Regions from separate parts of the Mus musculus genome. Here region 2 is linked to region 1. A link is a contact called in public HiChIP or PLAC-seq data. All regions are on one chromosome and are shown on one strand. Each heading gives the region's core, a stretch centred on a gene start, on an enhancer-like site or on the middle of the called end of the contact. The rest is flanking DNA. Distances are from core to core; before and after follow the strand shown. Region 1 overlaps Ptpn14 (protein tyrosine phosphatase, non-receptor type 14). Region 2 overlaps Ptpn14 (protein tyrosine phosphatase, non-receptor type 14).

Region 1 (6,283 bases), core at 2,633-5,132:
GTGTGCGTGCGTGTGTGTGTGTGTGTGCGCGCATGTGTGCGTGTGTGCGTGTGTGTGTGTGTGTGTGTGTGTATGTGTGTATGTGCGTGTGTGTGTGTGCGCGCGTGTGTGTGGGTGTGTGTGTGTGTCTGTGTGCACTTGGTGTACATAGAGCTCAAAAGGACAACTTGGGAGGGTTGATTTACTCCTGCCATGTGGGTCTTAGGAATTGAACTCTGATCCTGAGGCTTGGTGGCAATCTCCATTACCCACTGGGCCCTCTCATTGGCCCCAGTAATCTTGTTCCTTCCTCTCCTGCTTGCGTGTGCGTCTTTCCGAATCAGGAGCTGCCACTAATTAGTTGCATTAGACCTTTTATCTGAAAGCTCCTTAGCTGGTCTACTATGGCCGGCGCAGGCCTTTTTGCCACTGAGGGGCTGCTGCACGCTAAGAGCACTGTGTACATATATGCAATACATGTATGCATTACCAAGCACCCTTTTCTTCCTTCCTTCCTTCCTTCCTTCCTTCCTTCCTTCCTTCCTTCCTTCCTTCCTCCCTCCCTCCCTCCCTCCCTCTCTCTCTCTCTCTCTCTTTCTTTCTTTCTTTTAAATATTTATTTATGTAGTATATGCAAGTACACTGTAGTTGTCTTCAAACACACCAGAAGGGGCATGAGACTTCATTACAGATGGTTGTGAGCCACCATGTGGTTGCTGGGATTTGAACTCAGGACCTCCAGAAGAGCAGTCAGTGCTCTTAACATCTGAGCCATCTCTCCAGCCCCAGAGCACCTTTTCTTCAGGCCATGAACACACCAAGCACGTGACAGGCCTTCATCTGATGCATGGCTTTTCAATACATGGGAAAAAATGCATATTTTATTTTTCACATATAAACTCATTGTGTGCTAGAAATGTCCTGAATGGCGACTCTCCTAGTATGCCAGGCTGCGTTGGCAGAAGTGGTGTGTTTTTATTGTTTTTACGTGGCAGCCACAGTGCTAGGTGCCCACATCACATCTCCTCAGCTTTGTTTTGCCACAGAAGGAGCTGATGTGAGTGGCATGCTGGCTGATAACGCTTGCCTTCAGCGAGTTGCCCAGGGAATCACTGTAGGCACACATCTGCTCTTTGTACATTTGCTGTGACCTAGCTCTGGAAGGGAGGTGTCTTCTTATTCCCTCCCACAGCCTCCATTTGTAGACTCTTACAGTTCCTGCTGAGAGATGACATGTAGCCCTGTGGCCACTGTGGATTGATTTTTATCTTCAAAGCGCTAGGGATGTGTGGGTGGAGTGGTAGCATTGTAACCCCAGTATTGGGAGAGGTGGAGGCAGGGGGATTAGAAATTCAACGGCATCCTTGGCCACAGAGTGAATTTGGGGCCATCCTGGGCTACACAAAACCGTATTTTAAAGACAGAAAGAGAGAGAGAGAGAGAGAGAGAGAGAGAGAGAGAGAAAGACAGACAGACAGACAAGCAGGAAAGTGTTTAGCCCCTTTAAGGAGACACTAGCCTTGGGCTTCTAGCAAGGAATGTTTGTGACATGCTTGACCTCGGCCTGTGTGACCTGCAAAGGGAGGACTGTGACAGCATTCCAGGGACCTGGTGACACATTCATGCTTCTCTGTCAGGCTCCATCCACCAGGGATGCTCAGGGATGGAGAGGTGTGTATGGAGCGTGTACCACAGTAAAGTGGGGACCCGAAGGGCTGCAGACTGCACGACGCCTGCCAGGGCTGGCTGTGGAATCCTTGTTGGCAGCTGTGGCGGGTGAGGTGGACTTGATGAGGAATGCCAGTGTCCCCACCTGAGGTGGGACCCTTTTGCACAGAGGCTCTCATCCTTCCTAATGCTGCCAGCCTTTAATACAGTTCCTCACACTCTGGTGACCCCCCGATGTAAAGTTACTTTTGTTGCTCCTTCAAAACTAATTCTGCTACCATTATGAATCGTAATGTGAATGAATAGCTGATATGCAGGACATCTCATATGTAACCCCAAAGGGGTGGGGAGGCTCACAGTTGAGAATCTCTGCTTGTGCAGTTTACTCTGGTTTCCAGGCTCCTGAGCTCATGGGAATCAGGCTCTGTTGCAGTCTCCACTCTTGTTCTTGAGTCTTCTCTGCTGAAAACCGTGGGTTTTTAAACGTAGTGTATAAAGGATGTTTCCTTGTGACATTTCATACCTAGATAGCAGCATAGCTCACACACACACACACACACACACACACACACACACACACACACATGCATACACACATATGCACCCATGAGCACATATGCACAGACATACACACATTCACTCACACATGTATGCACGCACACACACACACATCCATATACACATGCTTGCAGGTACACACATACAAGCACATACACACACGCACAAACATACACATATGCATTCAGGTACATATGCATGCATGTATGAGTGTACCGGCACATACATAGACACATGCATTCACACATGCATACATATGCATGTAGGCACACACATATGCATACACGCGCGCATGCACACACACACATACACACACACACACACACACACACACACAGAGTTAAATCTATGCAATGTCTTTCTCACCCTTTACCCTTTTGTTCCCCCTCCCCACTTTAGCTCCTTTTCAACCCTGTCCTAGGCGCTCCTCTTCTGTCCTCCATATGCAGACTCAGGACTTCTTTCTGCCCTTACTGTCTATTTGGCATTTCCTGTTAAGCTGGACCGATTTCGTGAATTACCGTAGTCTGTTTTGAAAGGCAGGCATCTGAAAACCTCAGCATAGTTCACTGCTATTGTATTTTTATTGTTTTAGATGCAGTTTGTAGAGTCAACAACAAGAGAGACGGTGCCTGTAGAAGGAGTAGCCAGTGTGTGGTGTCCTCACAGGCCACGGTGGTCCCTGTCTGTGGTGCTGCATCCCTTCAGCTCTGGCTACCTTCAGCCTCTCACTGCTGTGCCACAGGGGACGGGCACACTCGGCTTCAGTTGCCCTGCTATCTCTTTTCATTCAAGTGTTGGTGATGGAGCTCAAGGCTTTGTGCTGTGCACAGTTGCTCATCCACTGAGCTGTCGCTCTCACAGGGCTTGCATTCATAACTGGTGCCTTAGCTTTTAAAGTTACTTTTATCTGTATGGTGTGTGTGTGTGTCTGAATATGTTTATATCTGTATGTGGGTCTGTGTCTTTATGTGTGTGTGTTTATATGTGTACCTCTGTGTGTTCGTGTGTGTTTATGTGTGTGTATATGTTTATGTCTGTGTATCTGTGTGTTTATGTGTGTGTCTGTGTGTGTATGTTTATGTATGTGAGTGTCTGTATTTGTGTCTGTGTTTATATGTGACTGTATGTGTCTGTGTGTCAGAAGTCAATGCCAGGTGTCTTTTATTTATTATTTATTATTTATTATTTATTATTTATTTATTTATTTATTTATTTATTTGGGCAGGGTCTCCCTCCGAATCTAGAATTTGTTGTTTTAGCAATGCTGGTGGTGAGCGAGCCCTGAGAGCCTCCGGTCTCCCCGCCACCCGTAGCACGGGGTTAGAGACGTGCACTGCTGTGGCTGACTTTACCTGTGGTGCTGGACATCCACATTCAGGTCCTCTTGCTTGCTCAGCAAGTACTTTCCCTCTACTGAGCCATCCCTCCAGCCCCTTATTTTGAATTTCAAACGACAGCTTTCCTAGAGTAGGAGAGTGCAGGCCCCTGTGGACATTTGTCATCTGGATAGAGTTGAAGAATCTTTCATTTAATATTAGACTCCAAGGGTTTGTACAAGCTGTGGCCTCTGCCACCCAGCAGACCTTTATGCAGGATGAGCTGCATGGGCGAGGAGCAGCTTGGTTATCCAAATGAGCATGCCCGGGCAGGAGGCGCGAGGCGGCGGCCCTGGCTTGTGCGTCTCTCCTTCCAAACTCTCTCTGGAATGCATCTGTAACTGCAGGAGATCTTTCCAGCTGTCCTGGAGGCTCAGTGCACTGTAGGCACAGAGCCGGACTGTGGGATGAAAAGGGTCTGTCCAGGTGGCTGCAGACTCAGAACCTTGGGGTGGGAGGGTGTGGAGATGTGGTTGTATCTGATGCAGGCCTCATCTTTTGTTTTGTTTTAACTTAAAAGCACTTAATAAAATTTCTGAAGCCATAGACTAAAACCATCATACCTAAAGTATGAAACAGAATTAAGGCAGACCAAGGCCTTTTTCCTGAGAGCATCATCTTAACCTCCGTGCTACTCGAAGGGAATATTTGTGTGGTCATTTCTCTAGTTTACCTTTCTAGTTTCAGTTCAGCTGAAGGGAACTTTACTTAAAACCAAAAAAGATGTTTTTAAATAACAGAAGTGGGGATGGTAGTGTGGGCCTTTAATCCCAGCACTTAGGACCTGGGTGGGAGGATTGCTGAGTTCAAGACTAGCATATCCCATATATTGAGTTCAAGGCCAGCCTGGGCTGTGTTTATCCAAACCTGGGCTGTATTTTCAGAACACGAAGCAGCAACTGACAAGGCTGATCTCTTTCCTGACTCTCTCCCAGCTGCCCCAAACCATGCTTGTTTTAGAAGAGTGGGTTTTCTATGCCACACCCACACCCGAACCCCCAGATAATAATTTCCATGGTTTGGTGCTAGGGCTTGCATGCAGGTCCTCATGCCTGCCAGTTAATTCTTCTACCACTGAGGCAAATCCCAGCCCCGAAATTTCCTAGTTGTGTTTTCAGTTATAGAGAGTGGAGTGAGGGAGATGGGGGTGGCGAAGAGGAAGAAGCCAGGGAGAGGGACAGCTCTAGCTTACTCCCTTGCACTGGGAGGCCAGAGCTCTCTGTTCTCAGCCTTAGTTTTTGAGACCAGGTCTCTCACTGACCCTGACATTTGTCAATTAGGAATCTCTGGCCGATCAACATACACGCTCCAGGAATCCATTTGTCTTTGCCCAGCTCCTGCCCACTGCTGGTATTACAAATGCTTGCTGCCATGCTCTGATGGGACCCGGGAATTGAACTTGGGCCCTCATATCAAAAGGATGAGGATCTGAGAGAACTTGACAAAGAAGTCTCCATGAAGGGGAGGGCGCAAGGGCTGGGAGCACATGCAGAAGGCAAGCCTTCCAGCCCAGGGTGTGCTCGAGAAGTCAGGAGGAAACTAATATGACTGGTGCCCCGTGGGTGGAGTGGGGTAAGATGGGAATTCTCTTCCAGCTGGGATATGAGGGCAACCCACGGAGCATGTGCGATTCTGGAAATAGGAGGATTTTCCTAGGAGAGACACCCAATGCATCCTGTCTTCCAGAGCTTCTCTTTGTGTGTGCGTGTGTTTTATTTCTTTGTATCGGAGTTAATCCAGTGTTTTCAAACACCAGACCCTGTTCTATTTCCCTTGAATCTGTTCCCAAGGAAAGTAAATATTTACAGCCCCGGTGGTAAGGTGTGTTGCTTGGGTAAGCGTTCAGGAATAGGCGACTTCACACGCAGTTTAGCAAACCGTGTTCTGTTTTTGTTTTGCTCCGCTGCTAATCAGGCAAGAATGATTTCGGCAGGAAAGTCCGTATCTTACCCAACCATCTGTCACAGGAATGCAGCGCCCTGGCAGCCGTCATCGCCTGATGAACACTCTCTGGGACTGCTCTCTTTTACCCATGTTCTAGGGGAGGCAGCAGTATATTTTGCTGGTCACTGCCTCCCTTGCAAAGGACCTTTCAAACTGTAGGCCTTAGAGGCAAAAGCCAAAAAAAAAAAAAAAAAAAAAACCAGTACAGGGAGCCCTTTCCAGCCCGGTCCTTTAGCTGTAAAAGGAGGGTGAAGAAATTAGGGGGCCGAGAATGATTTACTGCTGTGTCATGGGCCTTGTCCTCTGTGCACAGCGCGGTACAGGGAGTTTCCCATGAGAACCTGGGGATGAGGGTGTCGGGTGCAAATCTAGCTCTTGGTTGGGGGGGTCCAGTGTGCTTTCTGCCGTATGCTTTGGAAAGGGCTCAGGAGAACCTTATTAACTAACTGCACGCAGAGCTTTGGTTGAGGCCCCAAAGTTTCAGTCCCTTCTTAGTTCAGCCAGGAAAAGTTGCCTTTTGTCAGAGGTAACTGCCAGTCACAGAGAGATGGCAGCGTGTCTCCGGAGAGGAGGAGGAAAGCCCTTTTACGGGATTACTGATGTACTGAACAGTTTTGGAATCTCGTTGACTATGTGGGTTGTTCCCCAGATGTCATCTAACCCCTGGAAGAGGTGTGTTCCCATGGGAGGTGCTCGACTAGCCAGGGGTCCTTGAGGTGCACCAGCCTGGGATGTTAGGGTGAGAAATTGCTCCG
Region 2 (6,283 bases), core at 1,405-3,904, 76 kb after region 1:
CAGAGGGGCTCAGCAGGTCTGCAGTGATCCTCTATTGTTACTAATATAATGTAATATAACATATAATTTGTATATTATATATTATATTACTCTATTATATAATATATTTATTATATAATTACATATTGTATGTAATAAGTATGATATAATATAATGTGAGCTCCCAAGGACTTACAGACACAGATTTCTCAGAGCATGCGCCCTTAGCTGAGTGAAGCTCGGGTGGACGAAGGGTCACCAGTCTCTCTACAGTTGCGCTTTTCCTTGTGATGGTCTCTGGAACCTCCTCCTCCATCGTCGTCCATTTCCCTGCCTGAAGACCTTTTGCTGGTGGGTGCGCGCATGGAGTCTGGATAGGAGATACAGTTTAGATACCAAGAGAGACATTAAAACACAAAAGCAGACTCCAAAAGTTGGTTGGAATAAATAAAACCCGCTTCCTCTGTCAGCATGAAGGCCTGACTTTGGTCTGTAAAACCCACAAAAAAGCTGGGTGCTATGGCATGTGCCTGTATCCCAGCAGTGATGCACTGGGGAAGCAGAGACAGGCAGATCTCTGGAAGCTTGCTGGCCTGGTAGCCTAGCCAACTCAGCAAAGCTCCAGGGTAGGAAGAGATCGTAAGGCAGGCAAAAGGTGGAAGGTACCTGAGTACTCGCATGAGGTTGCCTTCTGACTTCCACACAACATGCACTCCCATGCATGTGGGTGCACACACACACACAAGCACACCCATGCATGCATGTATGCGCTTGCATACACATGCAAGAAAAAAAGGCAAGAAGGCAAAGGGGGTAAGAGAGGGAAAGAGATCAGCTTTGGCGCTCGGGAGAAACTAAGCATGAGGTGATGAAACCTGGAGGTTTTTATTCTTTCTGGTTTTGGAGATTGGGGTTTCTTATGTCCATGATGTCAGCTCAGGGATCACAGCAGACTCCGAGCACGCCTAGTGCTTACCGTTGATGGAGAGCCTTCCAGAAGCTTTCCCTCTGGACCATGGCTCTGTCAGTGCCTTTGCCTTTGCCCTGAACAAAATCCTTCTAAGGAATCAGCGTGCCAAGTAGTGCAAACTGCCCGCTCAGCCAGTAGGCCCTTCTTCACAGAGTCCTCGCTCCACACCTGCCTGCAGGATAAGGGATTAATCTGGGTTTAAGACATGCCAGACAGTACCCAGTGATGAAAATATTTCCCTGGCCTTTTTGATATTGTTTTATTTTGAGGCAAGGTCTCACAAAATTTCCCAAGCTAACTTAGAACTTAATATGTAGCCTATGTTGACCTTGAACATGAGATTGTCCTGCCTCAGCTATCCTGACTCCCAACTATCAAGATTATTATTCTTAGGTCTAAGCTTGCTCTCTGCAGAATGGTTTATCATTAACTTCAGTGGATGTTTATATTCAAATTTAAATTAAAGTTAAATGAAGTTAGAGGTTGAGTTTTCTGTCCACACTGGCTATCTCTTACTGTTCAGTAGCCAAGTGTGTGTCTAGGGGCTGCTGTGTAGGAAAGATCAGAAGTGTTTTTATCCTCCCCTAAAGTCCTCTGGGAATGCTGAATAAGAAGTCGGTGGATTCCTGTGTGCATGAGTCTGGAATGGGCCTAGGCTTGGGCTCAGCCCTCATCTTTCTTCTCTGCGCACATATCCCCAGTCCATCCTGCCATGATCTGTCCTGGGTAGTCTGTGTTCTGAAACTTCACCACATACTTGCTGGGTGGTGCTGAGGCTGTATTGGGGTTAACACCCCTAACTGGCCTTATGACCTTGAGCAAATTAGCTGATGGCCTCATCTGAGATGAGAATAAAGCCAGCACCGTTGTGAAGATCAGGGAAACCATCCATCTGAGCTTGGTCCAGGGCAAGTTCTCAGTGACCAGTCATTTGGGTGTGTTACTATTAGAGTGACTCTATGATATGCAAATGAGTTGATCAGTGCCACTGTCTGCATTTTGTAATGCAAGCAGACAGGGTAAGCAGAGGGATGGACAAACTACCGTTAACCAGTTTGGCATAATCAAAACCTCTTGTCTAATAATACGAAAGTCACATGCCGTCCACCAAGTTTAGTTCCGTGATATTTATTGACCGCTTAGTTTGTCTTATGAACTTGGAAGGGTCATTTTGGAAAAGCCCTGTGACTGGCTTCCCACAGGATGGGAAGAATTGCTGCCCTTGAGGTAGTCATATTCTGTCAGGGGGATGGGGGCAAGGAAGGAGCTAGGGTGCTGTACAGATAACCACAGTGGAAACACTGTAGAAAGAACACCCAGAAGAGGTGTGGGGGGTGCCCACAGCAGAGAGGGCATGTCCAGGTGAGGGAAGGCACCGTGGAGGGAGCGATAGCTGACATGGGGCATTTCCCATTGCATGATGTACTGTGTAGTTCTCTCCAGAAGTGTGGGCACCAGTGTAAATAAAACCAGTAATGGCTGTGTTAAGAACAGCAGCTTGCCCGAGGCTCTGCACTCTCAGAGGAGGCGGTTTGGAAGGAACCACTGGGTCCCACTGAAGAAAGGTCCAGATGCCAGGCCCAGGTGTCGATCTCATTGTGCAAGCAGCGGGGAGCCATGGAAAGTTGTCAACCTTCAGCTAGGTTCTACCGGAGCTTTCAAAGGGAAGCATGCATTCTTCAGCTGGGGGAGGGACGCGGGATGAATGGCCCTGTTTGATCCTGCCTAGTCACTGACTTGGCAGATGGCATTTCTTCAGCAGAGAAGAGAACAAAGTACACAGACGGCCCACAGGTGTGTGGCTGTACCGCACTCCCTGCCGTTTGTTATCCAGCACTGCCACACTCTTACACATCTCTGGGGTGTGCAAGCCTCACCTCGCCCCGCCCCTCCCCCCACATATGCACAGCTGGAGACACGGAGCTGCAGATAGAAGCAGGAGGGTACTTTGGGGCCCTTTCAAAGTCGGAACAGGAGGTTTAGTGAAGCCCTTTGATCTTCAATTCATTCTCTTCCTTTGTGCCTCTTAGAATTAGCCAGCACCTGGTATGGCTGCTGCCTGAGAGGCATGGGAGCAGTTAGGGTGTCAAGCACACAAGACCCCTCGAGTCTCACAACAGGAAGCCTGTTTATTTCCTTCCTGTCATCCCAGTGGCTGTCCAGAAGTCAATCAATACCAATAATAAGAAAGAGCCCTTTGGGGTTCATCTACTTCTCTGTTTCTCGGGCGCTTAGGGCCTTCTAGAATCCACAGAACAGAACTTCCAGACACAGTTATGGGCTCATTTCTTCAACTTTCAACAATACCAGTTCCTCACGTTGTTGTTTTGAGATAGAGTAGTTCTCAGCCATGTCTATTTTGGGTTTGGTGTAAGGGTTGCACCCATGTAGGCTTATGACATTGGAAGTGAACTTCTATATAAATAAATGCTATTTAAGATATGTGTGTGTGTGTGTGTGTGTGTGTGTGTGTGCGCGCGCGCGTGCAGAAATCAGCCCTGGCTATCATTTCTAGAGTGCTGGTCCACTTTGGGTTTTGAAGCTGGGCCTCTTGTTTGCCTGGAATTCACTCACTAGGCTGCATCTTCAGGGCAGCGAGCTCCAGGTTCCAGCCTTGCAGACTGTCGGCCTCCCAAGCCATCTGTTTCAGTTGTTCCCAGCACCCACGTCAAACCCCGTAAGACACCCAAGCCATATTTTCTCCTCGTGGATTCTAAGGCTAGACCTCAGGTGTTCCTGCTCACACAACAAGCATTCCCTCACACTTTGTATGAATCCGCCCGCATTTCAGACCCCGCCCTGTACCCTAGACAGCAGGAGCAGGGAGACGCCCTCAGCAGGACGTAGCTGGAAGATTTCTTGCCGTTACCTATGGAGCATAGAAGCCAGATGTGCATGCTTTGCCCTCTTGGTGCCTGACAGTCTGGGCATATCCAGTATGCCTTGGCTGAGGCACTAAGGAGGACATGTACACATGAGGTCCTGCAGACAGTCCTGTAGGTGTCCTGAGGTGTGTTCCAGCCCCTCCCATGCTGAGCAGCAAGTAACACCAGAAAGAGCCAGCTCTGCCACCACACAGTTTAAACTCATTGCCTGGAATTTTAGAGGCAGGCAAAAGGTCCTGGCACAGCAGATTCCAATGTTCAACTCTTAAAAATGATAGCCTGCATGGATACTCATTGGCTTCTGCCCTAATCATTAAAAAACACATACCCGCAGGCTGTGGAGACAGATGGACAGTAATGAGCTTGTAAGGACGTAAGTTTGATTCCCAGAACCCACGTAAAAGAAAAGCTGGCTGAGGAGGCAGAGCTGGGTGAGGCCTGGAGCTTTCTGCCTAACGGGTCCCATTGGCTATGGAGAAGACGTGTGTGCAACAGTAGGGACCATATACCTGAGCCTAGTCTTCTGGGGAGGGGGCGGGTGCATCACTGGAGACACCTGTCAAGAGAGCCACTGTCAGACACCACCCCTGATCTGTAATCCTGTTCTTCCAGGATTTGGCCATGGAGGAGGCGGCTCTGGAGGAGCTAACCCAGAAGGTGGCCCAGGAACACAAAGCTCATAGGTAAGGCAGGCGGAGTCCGAGAGCCTGTCCGGCCAACGCAGCACACATTCTGTCTCCTCCCAACTCCTGGTTGTGCTTCCTCCCTCCCTCTTCCTGTCCTTATCTTTTCTTCCTTACTCTCTTCCTCTCCCTCCCTGCCCCTCCTCTCTCTTGAAAATTTTTCCTTTCTAAAATTATGGAAAATCTTCATAGTCCTGAGCAAACTGGTATCTTTTCAAAGTAGACAACACTGTCCACAGAGGTGTGTGGAATAGTTAGTGCTTTTAAGGCTAGGTGTCTTAATTGAGTAACTTACCTTCTTTTTCTTATTTATTTATTTATTTATTTATTTATTTATTTATTGTTGAGTAAAAGGCAGCTGAATGCCAATGCCACAGTTGATAAGGTACCGTCCTTTCTGGTGGAAAGGTTTGCCATCCCCAGTGCCGCAGCTCTAGAGTTTGCCGTTAGGATCCTGAGGGTTTCCAGTCACTTTTGTACTGCTAACCGTTTCCTCCCGTGGCGCTGTTTGGATTGTAGCGGGATCCTGCCGGCTGAAGCTGAACTGATGTACATCAACGAGGTAGAGCGTTTGGATGGATTTGGACAGGAGATCTTCCCCGTGAAGGTAACAGGCTGTCCCTGCCCCTGCACATGTTCAGAGTTAGTGCCACGGGCCCGAGTGGCTTCAGCTTCCCAGTGTCATGTGACATTAGTTGATAAATTAGTTACTTTTTCTTCTCTGTGACTGGACGAGCGGCAACTTGAAGGAGGAAGGTCAATCTTACCTTGGCCTTTGGTGCTGGAGAAGGCACTGGGGCAGTGGGTCACATTGCATAAGCAACCAGTGTGCAGAATCAGCAGGGAGCAGACTGCTATGATGCCTCAGGACTGTCCCTGGTGACCTGTTTCCTCCAGCAAGGTTCTGCTACCTAGAAAGGTTCTATAACTTTCCCAAACACTTCTCCCAGCTGGTGGTGATGTTTTCTAACACGTGAGCTTACGGGGGACATTTGTCATCCTAACCAGCACAGCGGTGTTAAGAATTCACTTTAGACAAAGAGAACCCCTTCTTAGCTCAGAGACTTGGGGTTTGATCTTCAGCAGAATATCTGCAGTTCTAGGACATCCATCTGAAGCCATGTACTGGCACTGCTCACCTTAAAGTGTCAAGGCCAGACCTTGCCTTTCTTAAAGCAGGACAAGCAGCAGGCGTCCTGGGGATGTGAACGGAGGCTAGCGAGGGGGGTTCTTGTGCTCTTCTTTGGATGTGGGGCGACTGCTGGCAACGCAGATAAAAGCGTCTCCAGTATGCAACCATGTCTTATTTCTCCAGCTCTGCAGAGCTGTGTGTGGTGGGTGTTTTCTGGAAACCATGCCTAGGAAATCATGAAAGCACCTCACACCCACTGTAAGTGCCTCACCTCCCGGAGTGGGTGTGGCTGGAAGCATCATGGAGCCCAGGATCCAAAGTCATTTCCCCCTCTCTACTGACCAACTCTTCAAAGGATGGGCACGCTATCAGAAACCCATTGCAGCTGGCCATCCCAGCGATCTGGGGACGCCTGTCATTTCAGTATTTCACTCCGGGCCGGATCTGCCGGCTGCTTTCTACGCATGACCTGCTCCCTCTCTGCTGTTTGCTTGCAATTTGCCTTAATGAGAATGGCTTGTGAGCGTCGGACAGAATCAAGCGGGGTGGCCGTGTCTCATGGTGAGGGCTAAATGGCTCTCTTTTTAGATTTGTTTAATTTTCTTTTGCTTCTCTAATGCCGCCCTTAGTAGGG

The links. HiChIP or PLAC-seq counts read pairs in DNA pulled down with a chosen protein or histone mark.
Region 2: a contact with region 1 is called in an H3K27ac HiChIP or PLAC-seq map of epiblast stem cells. The contact joins two enhancer-like sites. A contact is called at or near these places in 6 of 484 Hi-C or Micro-C datasets (CD8 T cells, the MC3T3-E1 cell line, embryonic stem cells and 3 more), 7 of 115 datasets of contacts at active chromatin or transcription factors (double positive thymocytes, embryonic stem cells, epiblast stem cells and 3 more) and 2 of 9 other capture datasets (adipose tissue and pancreatic islet).

Annotation. Positions count from the first base shown.
Region 1 is chr1:189,751,374-189,757,656 of GRCm38.p6, forward strand. All of the region lies in intron 1 of Ptpn14 (protein tyrosine phosphatase, non-receptor type 14), which reads left to right. Among named protein-coding and RNA genes, the nearest start is that of Gm51739, 24 kb to the right of the region's middle. Within about 2 kb of position 3,883, at least 81 of the 459 cell types and tissues checked have an H3K27ac peak or open chromatin away from gene starts, as enhancers often do. A contact at or near this core is called in embryonic stem cells, epiblast stem cells and stem cell-derived epiblast-like cells, where this site is marked.
Region 2 is chr1:189,828,282-189,834,564 of GRCm38.p6, forward strand. Ptpn14 (protein tyrosine phosphatase, non-receptor type 14) reads left to right here. Exons shown (of 19, transcript NM_008976.2): 6 at 4,447-4,517; 7 at 5,037-5,124. Gm26574 (a long non-coding RNA gene) reads right to left here. Exons shown (of 4, transcript XR_003948568.1): 4 at 4,860-6,283. It also overlaps the pseudogene Gm30280. Among named protein-coding and RNA genes, the nearest start is that of Gm26574, 6.9 kb to the right of the region's middle. Within about 2 kb of position 2,655, at least 61 of the 459 cell types and tissues checked have an H3K27ac peak or open chromatin away from gene starts, as enhancers often do. A contact at or near this core is called in embryonic stem cells, epiblast stem cells and stem cell-derived epiblast-like cells, where this site is marked.